2 separate regions of the Capra hircus genome follow, and region 2 is linked to region 1. Evidence: chromatin contacts called from public Hi-C data. All regions are on one chromosome and are shown on one strand. Each heading gives the region's core, a stretch centred on a gene start, on an enhancer-like site or on the middle of the called end of the contact. The rest is flanking DNA. Distances are from core to core; before and after follow the strand shown.

Region 1 (3,574 bases), core at 345-2,844:
CCAACTGTGCCCCTGAGGCTTTTTTGGGGGTGGTGGAAGGGGCTTCCGTAAGGAAAGTCAAGTCCAGGTTGTAATGACCCTCACTGGAGAACCAAACACTTGCACTGGGGTCGATTCGTGGGCCTCGGGTCGCTCCTCAGGGTAACCTCCGTGTTAGTGCTGAGAGGTCTGAATCTAGAAACCCACTGAATGTTCAGCTTTTCATAACCAAATTAAGGTTATGTACATTGGTCATCATAACAGCTACCGAATTTCTTACTAGAAAAAGGCATTTCAGGGTTGTCATGGACTCCTTAAATCCTAGACAAACTTACTTGGCCCTGTACCCCTAGATTAAAAACTCCTGCTGCATCTGCTAAATACATTGTGTATGACGTGAACATTCTTTTTCATCTGTTGATAGGTTTCTGATTAATAAGTACAAACAAGTAAGTACAGATTAATTTAAAAGAAATACTGAATTCAGAGACTTTGTTGTTATGTATGTTCTCCAAAGAGACAGTAAACGCCCCTACAGGTCCAGGAGCACGTTAAAAGGGGTCTTCCATCCCAGAGGTCCCCTATCCCTGCAGCAAGGCCGAACCCCCAATGGCCCTTCTAAGACAGTGGGTCCTGCACTGGCGGGTCCCGGGGCCCAGGCATTGGAAGGCGCCTGTGCTTTTCGGGTTTTTTTTTTTTTTTCCACGGAAATGCTGCAACCGCTGGTTGGCTCACCTATATTTTAAGTTTTACTCTCTCCAATTATCACTGGGTTTTCCGGACGTAGACTGTCAGCCAGTGTCTAAAAAAATAACCAGCACGGTCCTGAGCGCGTGGCGCAGCCCTCGAGGGCGCTCTGGGTGAGCGCCCTGGGGAGGAGCCCTGACGCGCCCGGGCGTAGGCGGCCGGCGCGGCCGCGGCCAACCGCGGAATATCCTGCCCGCGAGCTCCCCCGCCTGGGCGCGCCGGCAGGCCCGGCCGAGACCAGGGAGCGCGCGGCATTCCCGCGCGGAGGGGCGCGCCGGGCGTGGCGGCGGTGGGGCCGCCTTTCGGCGCCGGCTCCCGACAGGCCTCGGCGCCGGGCGGAGCGGCGCCAGGCCCGAGACGGTGCGGTTCCCGAACACCCTCTTCCCCGGCGGCTCGCGGACTGAAGGGAGACCATGAGCAGAGGGGCGCACGCGCCAGCCTGTTCCTCATCGCTGACGACTCCAGGACGACCCCTCTCCCCGCTCGCTTCTCATTCCCTGAGATGGCCCCCAAACCTCATTTCCGCTTTGGCCACCAAACTTGGCCGGTTCGAGAATCCCCGGCCTGACTCAGTCCGAGACTCATCTGACAATAGCATCTGGCACACGTTCTGTATGTATGCGTCTGCTGAATAAATAACATATTTTATTTTTCATGTTTGAACGGTGTCTGTTTCAACAACATTTCAACAGTGAGCTCCTTGTTAGGAGTGGGTACAGTCTGTGATGTGCTGAGAAGGATGGGGGGCGGCCGAGGAAGTGGGAAAAACGCAGGAAGCTGCTGACTGAAAAGTCAGCTCCTAGAACCTATCCGGGCGCAGCGCCTGGTGCGGCGGAATTCCGCATGGAGGGCGAGAACCACGTGACCTCATCACGGAACTGGAAAGAAAGATGCTAAAGGGAGAGCCCGAAGGGGACAGTTACTTCCTGACAGCCGGGTACAGGCCCAGCTCTTAGAGGCACTAGAGACGTGCGATTGGGGAAACCGGAGACTCCAGGAGACCTGGGCAGAAGGAGGCCTGTCAAAAGCGCCCCAAATCCTCCTGCAGAGACAGAGCGACACATGGCGCCCCGCCCCCCCCCACCGCCGCCCCCCCACACACACCCCACCACCACCACCACCACCCCCCCGCCACACACACACACACACCCGGGCTGCGGGCTCGGAGGGCAGATTCTAGGCCCGGCCCCAGGCTTCTCAGATCCTGTGGGACCAAGGCAGCCTGCAGGGGGCAAAATGTTCGTTTCTACTGCTAGGCTGGGGCTGAAACCAGAGCCAAAAATAGAAGCTGAGATCAACTGAAAGGAATGAGACTGAACAAACGTGTGTGTATGTCGAAAACCCCGATGTGACACATAGTAAATTAATATTCCTAAACACGGGTGTAAAACGGGGTTACTTAGTGAGGAATGCTCGCATACATGAATGAACATTTGGAGGGAAAAAAAGAAGGTCTACTTATACATCAAAATAAATTCCATGTGGATTAAAATTCTAAATATTTTTAAGAACTTCATAGAAACACTATATTAAATAGGATAAAACAGATTTATGGGTATATGTCAGCATTCCCAAAGCTTTGAAACAAGAAACTGCAAAGGATTCAAAAACTGGACAGGATTTTTAAAAGAAAACTGTTTACACAAAACAACAAACAGAAAATCCCTCAAATGTATAAAATTTTGTTTAAATATATATCTAAAAAAAACCAAAGATTCCACTAACTCAATTTACAAAGAAGTATGTAATTCAAGAGGAGAAATAAAATTAGTACACAAGTATAGGAGGAAATTTTCATTGTTCCAGATAATCAAACATTTTAAACTTCAAACAACTTTGAAAAATATTGCATCACTGTATTGTACACCTGAAACTAACATAATATTGTAAATAAATTATACTTTTATTAAAAAAAAACTTTGACATAGCACCATACATCTACTAAAGTTGCAGAAATGCCATAAAATTGTAATGCATGATGTTAGCAAAGCAATAAAATAATGCTCACAATAATACTTTGAATATTTAAAAAATTGATTTATATGCATCTTAAGACAATGATAAATTCATTAAGCTGAAGTAATATTGTCAAATATATGTTATTTTATCTTCACCCAATTAACAAAGTCCTTAACTTCAATGGAAAGTGACTGCAAAAAGATTGCTTCACCTCATCCTTTTCCCAGAGTTGCAGTTAGCCAGACGTAAAATGCCACTTCTTCATTTTCAGCACACTCAGTCTGTTGCAAAATAAAGATTCTATAGATATGAATTAAAGTACTGTCACAGTTTAGGGAAAGGATCTTCAAAGTAAAAGCAAAAAAAGATCTTGAGTTAGTTTATTCACTTCTGTGGTTTTAAATGCCATCACTATGTTAATGATTCTCAAAACAGATCCCTAACCCCAACCTCTTCCCTGAACTTCAGACTCAAATATTTGTCTGTCCTCTGACCTCTTCAAATGGATATCAAACATAAATGCCCAAATCCGACTGCTTGTTTTCCATCTCTCCTTCTCCAGACACACACACGCACACACCACGCACAAGACTGTTTTTCTAACAGTCTTTATCTCAGTTAATAGCAAGTCAGTTCTTTGATTTGCTCAGGCCCCAGACTTGGAGTCATCCTCGAGTCCTCTTTCCTCTAAGTCTGGATCAGATCATGCCAATTCTCTATTTAAAACTTACCCAAATCTCTCCATCTATCATCACCTGTAAAAGCTGAGGTGCTCACTGTCCCCTAAAGCCCTCCCCCACATCTCTGGCCTTTTCTCTTCCTCCTCTCCCTTCCCATGACTCCTTTTGGTTAGACTGGCCTCCTTGTTCCTCAAACACACCAGGCACAT
Region 2 (3,574 bases), core at 553-3,052, 120 kb before region 1:
ATCTGCATTTTAACAAGAACCCCAGGTAATTCCCTATGCACGTTTAAGTCTGAAAAGCACTGCTCTGGTAAAAGAGCTCTGACCCAGGTCAGGTGTGCTCTTTTGAACTCGGTATACTGTACAGAAAGTATCTCTATTTTCAAATGCTGCCCCTTGCTGATTTTTTGAACTCCTTATAGGAGGGACAATGTCCCACCCATCTTTGAATCTCCAGAATTCAGCATCGTACACAGATGTAGTAGAGCTCAGTTAATGAAATGGAAATAAACCAAGCTAAACCTCAATTTTCTCATCAAAGAAATGGGTATAATAAAACTCATCATATAGGACTCCCATGGGGATAAAATGGGACAAAAATAGAACACTGTGCACAACGTCTGGCATAACAGGTACTCAATCAATGCTACTTCCTTCTGCACCATTTCAAATTACATTTAAGAAAGCGTTCATGAAATAACATAGAATGAGGTAGAATGCAAAATTAAATTTACCTATGATTTCCATTGCATAAAGATTATGTAAATATTCTGACAAATACTAGAGGAAAATATTACAGTCAATTTTGTTACAGATAGGATTATGAACTAATTTCTTTCTCTTCTTTGCAATTCCAACTTGGTTATAATGTTGTTTGTGAAATAACATACTTTAATAGGAAAAGAATGTGAACAATAGGAAAAACATGTTTGCAAAGAAATACACACTCACAAAACATCACAAGGTCAAAAAATATCAAGAGCTCTATTGATGTAATTTGATGAGATATTATAAGCTCCTCCAGTATGCAGATTATCTAATACCCTAAATCTAGCATACAGTGGGGTGTTCAACAAATGTTTACTCGCTGGAGAAAAACATACTCCGGTCTTTCCTTTCTCTTGTTGGAGATGTACCTGTTAAGCTTGTGTATCTGCTGTTAAGTTTAACAGATATTATTTTCTTGTTTTAAAAAATTATTTTTTGCCTGTGCCGAGTCTTTGCTGCCGCACACGGGCTTTCTCCACTTGCAGCAAGCAGGAGCTACTCTCCAGCTGCAGTGGGAGGGCTTCTCACTGCGGTGGCTCCTCTCGCTACAGAGCACAAGCTCCAGGGCACACGGCCTTCAGCAGTTATGCCATGCAGGTTGTGACACATGGGCTTAGCTCCCTTCAGCATGTGCGATCTCCCCAGACTAGGGATCGGACCCATATCCCCTGCGCTGGCAGGAGAATTCTTAACCACCTGACCACCAGGTAAGTTCGTGGCTTTTAAAAAGAAGTAACAGGGACAGGAAGTGGAAAAAGAGAAAAAAGGAAATCAAGAAGAAAAAAGAGAAGAGGGACAGAGAGAACAGGATACAAAAGAGAAGGGGGGAAAAAATGTAAAGCAATAAGGCACAAGAAAGAAAAACTTAATTATATAAACAATTGACCAAAGTAAAGTAACTCAGAGGCGTTCTCATGCACAGAAATTCAATCTCCCTAAGGCAGCAGAAAAAGGGCCCATGCTGCCTGATCACAACTTGGGATAAAAGCTCTATAGGCACTCCTAGAAGTTTTAGCAGTGAGGTTATGGGCGTGGCCACATGTATGGACAGGATGACAAAAAGTGGGTGTGACAAGACAGTGCAACTGACTGACCATTAGTACAAGCCAGGAAACAGCTGGGAATGACCTTGTGCCCCTCAGTTCCTCTTGTATACTGGAGCTTCAATTCCCCTAGTGTATTGGAACGTCTTTTACAATGTTTCCTGTCTGCAGCAAACTGAGCTCTTCTAGAGGCAGCTCTCCAGGTTCCTCCTGAACCTTTCTGAACATGCCCTCCCCAGCCCTTCAGAGTCTGTCATCAGGGCCCAGTTTCTGCTCTGCATTCCCAGTGCCTGTGCCAGGTAACTAATCTAGATTCATTTCCTGTTGACTTTGAACACAATCACATACTTATCACAACCAAATAACTTAAGAACCTCTTAGTTCATTATACTGGGCCAAGGAGAGACAAACATTCCCATTCTCAACTATTTGATCATACTAAAGAATAAATCACGTGTTGCTGGGTTAGTCTGAGTGGCCTGCACCAATTCTAAGAGCTCATTCAATTTCAGGAAGCAGCTTACTTCCTCCTTCCAAGGCAAGTTGCACCAAAAATAACAAAGAATAAACTTTCAAGCTGCATGTGATTTTTGAGGCCTCTGGCTCTGAAATTTCTTTGTTAAAAGTTCTTTCCCTGTAATCATTAAAGAGGGTCTTTATGGACTTAATTCAGATTTTATTTCACTGAGGATCTCTTAAAACTCTTTCAGGTTTGAGATTTAACTGCATGAAGGCAATTCTTCCAAATTAGCAACAGACACATCCTGTTTTGTTCTTGGCTCAGTGGGAAATTAATACTAATGTAAAAACTATACTTCACACACACACATTTCCAGGAAAACCATTCAACAAAACTTTTGGAACCATCTCAAATGGGGACACGCTAGTTCTGGACTTTCGTGATGTAAGTCACTTATTTATTCAATGTTCTTGATACTACTTTCTGGGTGATAGGAAACTGAATCAAAAGCAAATTTATCTATACCACTTATGTTAGTCATATAACTACCACTGTTACTTATGTCTAATACAGTATTAATCAAAGGTGGAGAATAAAATCTCACTTAAAAACATTACCTGTGGTGGATTCATGTCAATGTATGGTAGAACCAATACAGTATTGTAAAGTAAAATAAAGTAAAAATAAAAATTAATAAATAAATAAAATAAAATTTTAAAAAATATTAAAAAAAAGCACATTTTGGACTTAAAATGCAAATGATCATTATGATAAATGACTTACTGGAAACATAAAGATTACTCTAAATTTATAAAGCATAAAATCAACTGGTAATATTACAAATCAAACTCATATGTGACAAATTAAGACATTATACTTCAATTTTCTTTTAAATGTGTATGTTTTCACACTTAATTTTATTAAAAATCTGTAAGCCTAAAACTAGTTCCAAATACAGGTTTTTTAATACTTAGTACATGGGGTCGCAAAGAGTCGGACACAACTGAGCGACTGAACTGAACTGAACCATAAAAGTACTTTAACAAGTACTTAGGAAGGAAGCAAAATCTAACAGAGAATGGAACCTTAAGAAATAACCCCACTGTTTTTCATAAAACGTGCAACCTTGAATTTGCATTGCTTGAGCAAAGGCCAGGAGATGTGCTACGAGCTTACTAAACACAAGACCATATTTTAAACCTTAGGAAGCTGGTTCAGCAGTTAGACAAAGCTATTTCACATAAATCTGTTTTAATGATCCTTTCTTTCCCCACACAAGTACTCCTGGCCACAGAGGAGTAATCTGTAGAACTAACTCTAATCCTACTTCTAATCAGAAGGCTGAGGAAGCTAAGGACATCAGAACAACAGAGTAAGTCCAAACAGTGACATGACAGGGTATGCTGCCTGGGGTTCCCTTCTCAAATGAGATTAACTTGTTTAGAAGAGGAGCAAGATGCTCTCGTCAGCCGGCAAAGAGGAAAACAAGCAAGCTGTGGAATCTTCACTGGGCTCTGGGTGCAGAAAAATAAAACTCATGGCCCAC

What was found. A called contact is a pair of places that touch in the nucleus more often than the background predicts.
Region 2: a contact with region 1 is called in a Hi-C map of blood, with 2.4 times the contacts expected there. The contact joins two enhancer-like sites. A contact is called at or near these places in 2 of 5 Hi-C or Micro-C datasets (both in blood).

What each region holds. Positions count from the first base shown.
Region 1 is chr15:39,312,776-39,316,349 of ARS1.2, reverse strand. No RefSeq gene overlaps it. Among named protein-coding and RNA genes, the nearest start is that of WEE1, 30 kb to the right of the region's middle. Within about 2 kb of position 1,594, at least 5 of the 5 cell types and tissues checked have an H3K27ac peak or open chromatin away from gene starts, as enhancers often do.
Region 2 is chr15:39,431,364-39,434,937 of ARS1.2, reverse strand. All of the region lies in intron 3 of SWAP70 (switch-associated protein 70), which reads right to left. Among named protein-coding and RNA genes, the nearest start is that of SWAP70, 49 kb to the right of the region's middle. Within about 2 kb of position 1,802, at least 4 of the 5 cell types and tissues checked have an H3K27ac peak or open chromatin away from gene starts, as enhancers often do.